Regions from separate parts of the Mus musculus genome. Here region 2 is linked to region 1. The links are chromatin contacts, called in public HiChIP or PLAC-seq maps. All regions are on one chromosome and are shown on one strand. The core of a region is the stretch at or near the end of the contact, and the rest is flanking DNA. Distances in the headings are between cores, read along the strand shown. Region 1 has its middle 20 kb from the start of Gm41934. Region 2 has its middle 24 kb from the start of Inhbb.

The links. HiChIP or PLAC-seq counts read pairs in DNA pulled down with a chosen protein or histone mark.
Region 2: an H3K27ac HiChIP or PLAC-seq map of embryonic stem cells shows a contact between it and region 1, with 5 times the contacts expected there. The contact joins two enhancer-like sites. A contact is called at or near these places in 1 of 484 Hi-C or Micro-C datasets (nephron progenitors), 4 of 115 datasets of contacts at active chromatin or transcription factors (embryonic basal ganglia and embryonic stem cells) and 1 of 9 other capture datasets (embryonic stem cells).

Annotation. Positions count from the first base shown.
Region 1 is chr1:119,143,981-119,149,806 of GRCm38.p6, reverse strand. No RefSeq gene overlaps it. Among named protein-coding and RNA genes, the nearest start is that of Gm41934, 20 kb to the right of the region's middle. Within about 2 kb of position 2,131, at least 4 of the 459 cell types and tissues checked have an H3K27ac peak or open chromatin away from gene starts, as enhancers often do. A contact at or near this core is called in embryonic stem cells, where this site is marked.
Region 2 is chr1:119,395,155-119,400,980 of GRCm38.p6, reverse strand. No RefSeq gene overlaps it. Among named protein-coding and RNA genes, the nearest start is that of Inhbb, 24 kb to the left of the region's middle. Within about 2 kb of position 2,975, at least 10 of the 459 cell types and tissues checked have an H3K27ac peak or open chromatin away from gene starts, as enhancers often do. A contact at or near this core is called in embryonic stem cells, where this site is marked.

The DNA of each region.
Region 1 (5,826 bases), core at 882-3,381:
AACTGCCTGTCATACTAGAGCCACACTTCAAGTCAAAGTGGCCAGATGATGTTGGCAGGAGGCTGATAAAGGGTACAGCCCAGGAGCCCACATGAAATGTCCCTGTGATGTACTGGAAACAGGGCGTCACTTTCATAGTCCATGTCACCTGCAGCCAGCTGCCACCATAGACAGCAGCCCAAGGGGACTATGCAGTGACGCCACCTACACTTGGCCTGAGTACACGAAGGGACATCAAGGGCTAAAGGAATGCAAGGGCAGAGATGCATAAATGGAGGAATGGGTTGCTGGCCATGTCTAGGAAAGAAGGTAGAGACTGGAGCAAGGTGTTTCTCAAGGGGCTCGTCAGACAACCCCAACAATAAGTAGTGCTGAGGATAGGTTGTCCTCAGGACCAAATGACACCTGTAATCCCAGAACCTCACCACTCTGAATGCCTTCTGTTTCCTGTCCTCCCACCTCTCCATCCCACGGTGGTGAGGGATACGCTCCAAGCAGCAGACAATGTACACTTCTGCGTAGCTTCGGGAGAAGGTCATGTGTGCAGGCGGGATTTACATCAACTTGACACAAGCTCAAGTCATTTGGGAAAAGAGAACCTCAATTGAGAAACTGCCCCCAAAGGATTAGCCTGTGGGTGAGCCTCTGGGGCATATTCTTGAATGATGATTGATATGAGTATGGACAGTTCACTTTGGGTGGCGCCACCCCTGTCCTGGTGGTCCTGTGTGCTATAAGAAGGCTGACTGAGCAAAACATAGGAAGCAAGCCAGCAGGGAGTGCCCTCCATGGCCTCTATGTCAGTTCCTGCCTCCACAATTCTGCTGTGAGTTCTTGCTCTAACCGCCTTTGATAATGGTTTGTGGTATGAAATTATAAGTTGAAAAAACCCCTTTCTTTTCCAAGTTGCTTTTGGTCATGGTGTTTTATCTCAGTAATAGAAACCCTAAGTAAGACATCAGTAAGAGAGGTGTTTGTCACCAGCTGATGTGCACCTTGTAGGGAAAAACGCTCCTTACCCACCATCAGTGGGAACCAGGAAAGGCTTGCCAAAGGGCCTGTCATAATACCCTCAGCCTGGGGCTCCATGACAAAGGGACAGCCAGATAGAGATGTCACCAATGTCTTGTTGCCAGACCTGAATTGAGTTGAGCTGTCCCTATACCAAGAAAACCTGGAGCCCCTGTGAGATGTGAAGGGGATACTGGACAGCACAGGGATGAGACTTGAACTGTTGGCCATGGGGTGCAAGAAGGTGAGCTGGGAGGGTCCCCAAGGTTCTGGAGAATGGGGAAGGGCAGGCCAATGGCAAATCAGGAAGACTTAGAACAGCAAGAGGTAAGGTAAGGAGAGATGCTGGATAGGAGTGGTCCTCCCTATACCTGCAGTGCTATGACCCTTTGTCAAGGGCAGGCAATGCAGAATGGTGAAGGGCTACTCTCCCAGGGCTGCACTGTTTTGAATACATACTGCACACTGCAATGTATACCACACTGACCACCAGACTACACATGTGCACACAAACTTCATATACACACAGCACCTGTGTACATTGATCACACAATACACAGACCAATTACATATATATATATATATATATATAGAGAGAGAGAGAGAGAGAGAGAGACTATACTTATACACTTAAAATGGACCCAAGAACACATACTTCATAGATTCATAGATTATATACACATATATTCACTGCACACACAGCATATCAATGCTTAGAACACCGTATACAGAGTGTACACACACTGCACATACACAAAGTACACATGTGCATAGAATACAGATCACATATACAACACACATCATTTACACAAGCCTGGGATTCTATACCCACTTGACAGATGAGAACTCCAGACATGTCTAAACAGTGCTGTGGGTGAGCCGTGAGGCTGAGGCTAGAGCTCCCAGACTTCTAGTGTTAGCTGCTTTGCCCTTTGCTGTGAATAAACACCTGAAAAAGCAGCCTTGGGGAGGAGGAGTTTGGTTTCTGTCAACTTGATACAAATGCAAACATATCCGGAAGAGGGAATGTCAGATGAAAACTTGTCTCCATCAGATTGGCTTGTAGGCAAGTCCTTGGGGACTTTTTTTTTTTTGATTAACAATTGATATAGGAGGGCCCACCCCTCTGTGGGTGGTGCATCCCTGTGCAGGTGGTTCTGGGTGGAGTAAGAAAGCAGTGGAAGAAGGCAGTAAGCAGCATTTTCCATGCCCTTTGCTTCCAGGCTCCCGCCTTGAGTTCTTGCCCTTACCCACTTTGTGGTAGATGGCAATAGGAGGTAAGCCCTTCACTCTGCAAGTTGCTTTTGTCTGTAGTCTCCATTGCAGTGATAGAAACTTACCTGAGACCCATTTATTTTGACTCACAGTTTGAGAGGATACAGTTCACCGTGTCTGGGACCTGTAGCAGGAGCTTTGAGGCATCTGGCCACATAGCATCCATAACAGACAGGAGCAGAGAGATATGGATGCTGGCGCTCAGCTCACTGTCTCCCTTTGTTTAACACAGTACCCCAGTCCAAGGAATGATACTGCCCACAGTTAAGATGGCTCCTCAGTTAACCCCACCTGGACACTCTCTCAGAAATCTGTTTCCACAGAAGTCTAGATTCTGTCAAGTTGACAATGAGCACCAACTGTCACTCCTGGGTTGTCCCGCTGTATACTCTGTGGCATCTCTGAGGATTAGGGAACCCAGCAAAAGAGGGGTTCGTTCACAAAAGTGGCCTGTGGTAGTAAGACTTGATTCCCAGCTGTCTGGATATCCCCTAAGCTATCTGCAAAGCTTGCTGAAGGCCCCTGGCCTCAAAAATCCACTGTGAACTCAGATGCCAATGCCCTATTTGACATGGCACAGTGCTGTGTGATTGCTTTAAAGTGGTGTATTTGTACTGGCAGGGGCAGGCGGTCACTCATGCCTGGCACAGCTGCCCTCAGTTTCTTTCATCAAAGGTGAAGCAAGACTCTGTCCAGGTAGTCCAAGAAATAGAAAGACCAGCACAGGCATGAGACACTCAGTCTGGCCCTGCTGTGTGTGCCTCCCTGGCTTCCTGGTGAGCCCTAGGCTACCGACACCACCCATGGTTTGGGATTCCATGGGCACTGGTGAGAATGGGCCTTACCTGCTGTCTTGCATCCCAGTTGAGGTTCACATGGAGAAGAGGCAGGTCTGAAGCTAGCCTTGGGCTTGTCCCCTCTGCAAGCCCTTGGGACTGAGGTCACCATTGCAAACACTTCTAATGCCATCTTACAACTTGGTGAGTCTTTAATCACAAGTTATAATGGCTGCTTCAGGTGTTTACCCCATTCACAGCTTACACCTCCCATGAAACAAGGGGAAACCTGTAAAGTCGTTTATACACAATAGAATACTGCTCAACTCAAGTACGAGTATGCCTGACCTGATGGGTATATGGCCCAGGGTAGCCTTGAGTGCAGCCCAACACAAAAGTATAAACTCACTTCAAACCTTCTGAGACTCTTTGTGTGTGTGAAAAAATGTTAAAATTGTGTGTGTGTGTGTGTTTGTGTCTGTGTGTGGCCTACATTAATGTCTATGCACCACATGTGTGTACACATGTGCGTAACACCTGGAACTGGTGTTACAGAAGGTTGTGAGCCACTACTACATGGGCACCAGGAATTGAACCCAGATCTTCAGGAAAAACAGCCAGTGTTTGAACTGCTGAGCCATCTTTCTGGCCCTCTTTTGTGATTACAAAACAAACCTTTATACATATTTATTTTGTGTGGGGGGTGGGTGGTAAAATAACTTTCAATGGTAGAATTTCTCTTTTCACCATGTGGGTCCCCAGGATCGAACTCAGCGTGCCAGGCTGCTTGGTGGCAGGTTCTTCTACCTCTGAGTCACTCACCAGAACTGGGCATGTTTGTAACTTGATTACATGGTCCTCAAACACGAACTTTGCAGATGACAACATCATGTCACAATGTCATCTTCTTCAAAGTTTGTGCTCCAGAACACCCCCGCCCAGTTACTACTGCTGAGATGGAAGGGAGGGAGAGAGGGAGGGAGGGAGGGAGGGAGGGAGGGAGGGAGGGAGGGAGGGGGAGAAAGGAAACCCTTATAATGTTTGCAGTAGCTTTATGGTTTTGTGTGAGGCCACATTCGGAACTATCCAGTTTCACATGTGGCTTGACGGCATCATGCCGGACACACTTGTAAGACATAAGCTGTTGCCAAGACTTTACAACACTGTCCAGATGCCCCTCTTCCCTGATGAGAAGCTGACATGTCCCCATAAATTCCCTCTTCAAGACTGCTGCCACCCTGCTGTGCTTCCATGTGCACCCAATTCCTTTCCCTAGCTACGCCATTAGAGATGCACGTGATCTTGGACAGTAGATGAGGTCATGTCCTGTTAGGAAACCTGGTTAGAGCTCATTCTCACCTCCTCTTGCTCTGAGGCTCCTTTCCATGACTGATGTGATGATGATGATGATGATGATGATATGTGTGTGTAGGTGTATATATGTACATGTGTATATGTGTGCCTGTCTATGTATGTTCTCTCTGTGTTGTAGGTGTGTGTACATGTATGTGTGTGTTCAAGGTTTTCATTGAGCATCTCTTTCAAAGGCTCTCTATTTTTTAAAAAAGATTTATTACTTTTATTTTATTGTATAAGCGTTTTGCTTGAATACATGTCTGGTTACTGCATTATCTCCCTGGAGCCAGCAGAGGCTGGGTCCCTAGAAGAGAGCAACAGATTCCTTGCAGCAGGCATTACAGATAGTTGTAAGCTACTGAGAACCCAAACCTGAGTCCTCTGCAGAAAGTGCTGTTGGCCATTCAGCCATCTCTCTAGCTCGCCACCTTTCTGAAACAGGGTTTGCTTGCCAAACCTCAGCTCACTAGCTCAGCAAGCCCCAGGGATCAGTGTGTCTCCACCCCAAGCTCACCACCAGCACCGAACTTACAAGTCCCATAACAGACTTGGGTGGGGTGGGGTGTCTCACTGTGTAGCCGTACCTGGTCCTGAACTCAGAGTTTTTATCTCCTGAGTGCTGAAATTAAGTGCATATGGGTTCTGGGGATCCAATCTCGGTCCCTCATGCTTGTGGGGTAGGCACTTTACTGCCTGAGGCACGATAAGCAGTCCCATCTTATTGTTTATTTGTTTGTTTGTTTGTGAAAGGGTCTCTTACTGAACCTGGAGTTTGTCAGTCACGTGAGACTAGCTGACAGTCGGGCTCCAGGGATCCTCCCATGTCAGTCTCCTCAGTGCTCGTTCATGTTCAGCTTTTCTAGGGGTACCAGAGATCTGTACACCAGCGCTTTATTCACTGAGCCATCTCCCTCCCCCTACCAGAGTCTTAAGCATCTGCAGTGCCACAAGGGACAAGGAGCCAAGAGTCCTAGCTCAGAAGGAACAAGCCGTGCTGAGATACGGCTGACAACGGACAAGGGACATGGCGGACCCACCTTTCCTTCCATCACCTACCCTCACCCTGCCTGTGACAGAGCCAAGGCAAGCCCCAAGACTGTAGTCAAGAGAAAGGGTCAGAGCCCTTTGCAGTCTGCCACTAGGCTGTTGGTCTCTGCATGCACAGCTCCTGAGCTGCAAGCCCAGAGGCTGAAGGAGAAGGGATTTGAGTCCAGGGGAAGCCTACAAGCTTAGAATTCAGAGCCCGAAGTCTGTGTCTGTTTAGACCCTGATACACTTCCCTTCCTTGCACATAACAGGATGGGCAGGGCCCAAAGCGAGCTCGTAAAAGGCTTGTGAGTCCCGCTGAGCATCAAAGAGCTCTAAAGGGGGCATGGGATGAGTTCAGAGAAAAGGAATCAGCAGCATA
Region 2 (5,826 bases), core at 1,726-4,225, 250 kb before region 1:
GGGTCCCTGTGTCTGGGGTTCCTCCAAGGACTCATTTTCTGGGCACCCCAAATCTTATAAATGAGTGGGTACTTGTGAGATCAGCAATAGCTATTACTTTGGCCTGGTGGTTTCTGTAAGGCGAGGCAGGTGAGACTGGCTCAGAAGGCTACAGAGCAACTGCTGGGAAGTGCCTCGGCACACCACAGGGTAGTGGGCAGGAGCTGCGGGTCAGAGCGGGGCACGGAATCCTCTGAAGGCTGTACAGGAGAGGCAGTCTATCCAGGCTAGTGACCTGAGAGAAAACAGGAGAGAGTATGGTAACCACATCAAAGGACCATCTGAGTGAAAACCGGATGGCCGACTCTTCACGGACTAGGCCCAGAGGCTGCTGCTGTGTGGGTGTTTCTAGGTACTTTCTACAAGGCATGTGGTAGATTTTCTTAGGACACACTAGGAACTCAGTAGGAAAAAACAAACATGAAGGAGAATGTTTAAAGACAGGGGCTAGCCTGGTGTGGTAAGGGAGGCAGAAGCAGTCAGATCTCTGTAAGTTCGAGGTCAGCCTGGTCTACAGAGCAAGTTCCAGAACAGCCAGGGCTACACAGAGAAACCCTGTCTCAAAGGGAACAAAACAAAACAAAACAAAACAGGGATGTCTAGGCTGGGAAGATGGCAAGAGGATGAAAATTTGATCCCCAGAAACTATGTAGTAAGCCATGTGCCTTGCTTTTGTTAATCCTGGAGCTGACAGGACACTGGCAGGCCAATCCCTTCATTACCCGGGCTGGTCCCTTGGGCTTGGTAACCAGCTGCCAGTCCAACTGGTCAGCAAGCTCCAGGTTCAGTGAGAGACCCTGTCCCCCAAACAAGATGCAGAGTGACGCAGGGAAAACCATGGTAGACAGAGCCTCTGCTGTAATACCTGAGATTGACCTCTGGCCTACACACATACATATGCACACGCGCATGTACTCACACACATTCACATGCAGGGAGAAAGAGAGATGAAAGAAGAGGGAGGCTGTAATGGTATTTGCCTCCTGAGCCCAGTGACCCAAGAATCCTCAGAATTGTGTGAGAGCTGGACTCTCCTCTGACATCCACATACATATGTGCACTGATACACAAAAATGCTTAACACGCATAGTGGTGCACACCTTCAATCTCAGCCCTTAGGTCAACCTGGTCTACACAGAGAATTCCAGCATAGCCAGGGCTACATAGACAGACCTTGTCTCAAAACAACAATGAAGTATGTGTAGACACATACACAAAAATAGATAAATGAATATATCAAAAAGAAAAGAACACTCCCCCTTTCTGAGACCTGATCTTCTTGCCCTGTCTCTTGTGTGCTGGACCACAGCCACAGGCCTGCTTCACCCCGTTTCTCTAAGCACTTCTGGGAATTGAACCCAGGGCTTCCTGAATGTGAAGCAAGCTCTCTAGCAACTTAGCTCTACTGCCAGCCCAGCCTTTTCTTTTTAACCTGAGAACTTACTGCCTTTGTATGGATTGAAAGCAACATTTCAGGACCTTGGTACCTGTGTCATCCTGGGTTAAGGAACCTCAAAGAAACAGCTGTACAACTTTTCAGAGCCTTTATTTATAATTTATACTTTTGAGGTTTAAAAACATTTACTTAATTGTGGATGTGTGTGTGTCTGTGTGTCTGTGTGCTGGCGCATGCATGTCATGGGATGCCTGTTGAGGTCAGAGGATAACTTGCAGGAGTAGATAGATTCTCTCCTTTCACCAGGGGATGCAACTTACATCTTGCCGGGGGCAAGAGCCCTTACCCTCAGAGTCACTTTCTGGAAGCAGAAACTCACCTGCATTTGTCTCCTGAGGGCTGGAATTAAAGATGTGCACCATCACAGCCAGACTGCAATTCATCTTACTGCAAATAAATTTGCAATCCCATTATTCTGTGGAAAAGCCTAAGCCCAGGGGTAGCTGAAATCTCCTGGAAATGATTCCCTCAGGGCCCAGCCCACAGACCCCACACGGCCAGCAAGTGTTGGTAGAGCCAGGCTGGTTTCTCCACTCTTTTCTTGTCTTGCTCTTCTTGACCTTGAACTCTGGGGCTTCCTGTCTCTATCTCCCAGATGCTAGGATTACAATAGTAAACTACCACACCTGGCTCCAACCTGCCCTTTTTACTTAGAAAGAAAAAGGAACTCTTAGTGTAAGGAAATGGGCTTCCACATCAATTTAGCGTGTGGGTGTGTTTTCTGGGACCTGATCCTTGGCCAGCCCTTGCTGGTGTGGACCTGAAGCCACTGGGAGGGAAGTTCAGGAATAGGGGGAGAGAGAGAATGAGAGAGAGAGTCAGAGTCAAGGGGACTCTTGGGGGAGGGAACTCTTGGGCTAAGACCTGAAGGAGGGCCGGGAGTCCTTCAGCTAAAGCAGGGAGTTTCTGGGGAGTACACGGCAAGGGCAAAATTTGGGATACCATAACCAAAATACTGGAACTAGGGATGTGACTAGTTGGTAGTATTCACGAAGCCCTGAGTTCAATCCCCCAAACTATGAAAATCCCAGATACAGGGTTCTGGGGAAAGCTGGGGCGTTCACACTCTTAGGAGTCGATGCCTGAGGCACTTTGCCTTTTTGCAGCCATTTCCTAGATTGAAGGTTGAGTTAAGGCTGTGTCTTCTTGAGTTGGAAGTTCACTCGCTCACCCCAAGGTGCCTGCCTATCCTATGTCTAAGCAGCTCAGGGTTTGGTGAGCATAGAATTTGGATAAGGCCAAGTGTCTGGGTCACTCCCGTCACTCCACATCATTGACTCCTAAGGAAGGGGGGGCGTCATTCCTGTCTCCCCCAAGGGGACTGCTGGCAGTCTGGAGCGAGCCTGCCCTGGCTGCCTTTCCTTGCTCCATCCGTGATGTGATAGCTCCTTATCTCTGTTGTGTCTTGCGGCTGGCTAGGGGGCTTCTTAATCTATAGCTGGGCTGGGGCTGGCCAAGGTAGCTGTGGGCTCCCCTTTGCCCTGGTCCTTGCTCCCAAGGCCCCTGCTGGCCCAGAGCTGCAAAAGCACTCCTGACTCTCCACGCACCCTCCTGACTTTGCGGGTACACACAGACTTGGGCATTCCTGAGGGCTTGCAGACTGGCACCCATATGGTACTAAGTCAGCTTCTTGGGTCTCCTGAGTCTAAGCTGTCGGGTGCACCGTGTGACCAGAGACCTCCCAGGAGGGCTGACTGTATGGTGGAATGCTGCTGTGGGCACCCAGGATGCTGTGCGCCCTGGTCCTCTGCAGTGGTCTGAGGCCTGTCACTCCTTTGGGTTGGTGTACAGGGTTGGGTTCCAACTGTCATCTTATCCCAACATCACTAGGGTTTGGTAGACTCCAGATCTCTTCTGCAATCAACAAGGCTAGGCTGGGCCAGGTCAGGACCCTGCTGGTGGGGCAGACACTTGGAGACCAAGAGGAAGACATCTTAGTGGCTAGCCGTGTGGTCCCAGGTAGCATCCCCTCATCCAAGCCTTGCTCAGCTTTACTGACTTCAGCTAGTCTTCTGAGAAACGAGGTCAGGTGGCTGTGCTCTAAGTTTAAAGTTGCTCCTCAGAATAAGGAGGTAGCTCAGCTGACAGAGTGCCTACCTCACTAGGTTCAGTTGCTAGCATTGAGCAAACTGGACATGATGGAGCATGCCACTCCCTAGTGTGAGCGATGGAAACAGAAGGATCAGAAGTTCAAGGCCATCCTTGCCTATACAGTGCTAGGCCAGCCTAGGTTCAATGAAGCTTTGCCTCAAAATAAAACAAGCTGCTTCTGTTAGTCTCTCTCTGCCCCAGCTGTGACCAGAAACCCCAAGCCCCTTCTTTTCCTGGACCCTCACTGTGTATCCAGGAGACACGTCTGGCTTCAGGGTCACTCACCCAAATGCTGAGAGAAATGTCAGCCCAGAGTCTTGGGCCACACTAAGGGTGGTTGGTGAAAGTTGGGTATTGATCTCTGTACATAGGGACAGATGAACTAAGTTTGTCCTGTTTGGACCCAGATCCCAAACTGACTTCTTTATTTAGGACTTCAACCCTGGAGAGTGCAGGGCTGGGATTCATATCATATTAGGTCAGCCTCCTGAGTATGCCTGGAATCTAAGCTGCCCGGGATGGGGGTGGGGGTGGGGGTGAGGGTGGGGGTGGGATGTGACCATCTCTTTCCCAGGTGGACTGGTTATAAGGGGGTGACTCTGTGGTCAGGCTGTGGATTTTGGGAGGTCCTCTTCCCAGTGGAGCCATAAAGTAGCTCAGCTCATAATTGATGGCTGGTATCTGACAATATGCTCCTAATCATGAATGTGCGCTCATCCTGACGGCCCTAGTCAGCCTAACTTCTGTGACCTTGGAAATCCTTCCTTCCGCCTTTGGTCTGTAATCTCCCCTCTCACCCAGGCCTCCCTAGCGCTCTGCCTGCTGCCTGGGGACTCCTTCCTCATGTCTCCCTTTCCTCCCCCATATCAAGCCCCATGCAATCTTCTTTCTAAACTTTGTTCCCTACCTCAGTGACTTATGAATTATCCACCAGCCTCTAGAAAGACTAGGAGCAGCAGCTGGAGATGCAGCTTGGTTGGTAGAACTTGTCTCTTACTCACAGTGCCCTGGATCCCAGTCTCAGCACTGCATAAATCAGACATGTAATCCGAGCACCTAGTAGGTGGGAACAGGAACAGAAGGTTATCTTCGGCTGCACAAAGAGTTTGGGGGCAGCCTGGGCTACATGAGATCCTGCCTCAAAAGAAGAGAAGGGGCCAGAGAGTAGACAGGGCTGGAGACATGGCTCAGAGGTTTGCAGAGGTCTTGGGTTTGGTTCCCAGCACCCGTGTGTTGTCTCACAACCACAACCACCACTCTAGTTCCAAGCAACATGACACCTTTTTCTGACCTCAACAGGAGCGAGACACATATGGTGCCCATACACACATGCAGGACACGCATACATGAAATAACAAATAAGTCTGAAGGAGGAAGAGGAGGAGGAGAGAGAGGAGGAGGAAGATGAAAAGGAGGAGGAAGAAGAGAAGGAAGAGAAGGAGGAGGAAGAGGAGGAGGAAGAGGAGCAGCAGCAGCTGCTGCTGTTACTGCCACCACTTTCTGGGCCATAGGCCCTTCAGACTAGACCAGTACAAAATGTGAGCTGCAGTTTTGGCTGGGGTTAGAGCCAGGGCTGACTCAGTCTAAAGCTCCATGCTGAACTTCAGGCTCAGGGAGACCTTATTTCAGAAACATAAGATGCAGAAATGATTGAGGAAGACACCCTGAGGTTGATCCTTGGCCTTCACACTCACCCACATAGGCACACAAGCACAGCAACACAGACCAGCACACCTGCAGGCACATGTGCACAGTAGGCATATCTGCTTGTCTCCCAGTCGTGTCTTAGTTTTTGTTGCTGCGATAAACACCGTGACCAAAAGCAACTTAGGGGGAAATGAGTTTGTTTGGATTCCATTTCCAGGTCACAATCCATCATTGAGGGAAGTCAGGGCAGGAAATCAAGGTGGGAATCTGGAGCAAAAAATCTCGGAGGAACTTTGCTTACTGGCTCACTCTGGTCAATGCTCATTTTGCTTTCTTTCTTTCTTTTTTTTTAAGCCATCATTATTCTTTATTCGACTCAGATGTTTTCAGGAATATTCCCATGTATCAGATTCCCATGTATTTTTTTTCATTTTTCTTTCTTACACAGCCAGTATCCAGTTTGCCAAGGGATGGTGCTACCCATAGTAGGCTGAACCCTCCAATACCATCGGTCACAACAGTCTTTCACAGCATGGCCACAGGCCAGTCTAATCTGGTCAAGTCCTCAACTGAGGCTCTCTCTTCCCAGATGA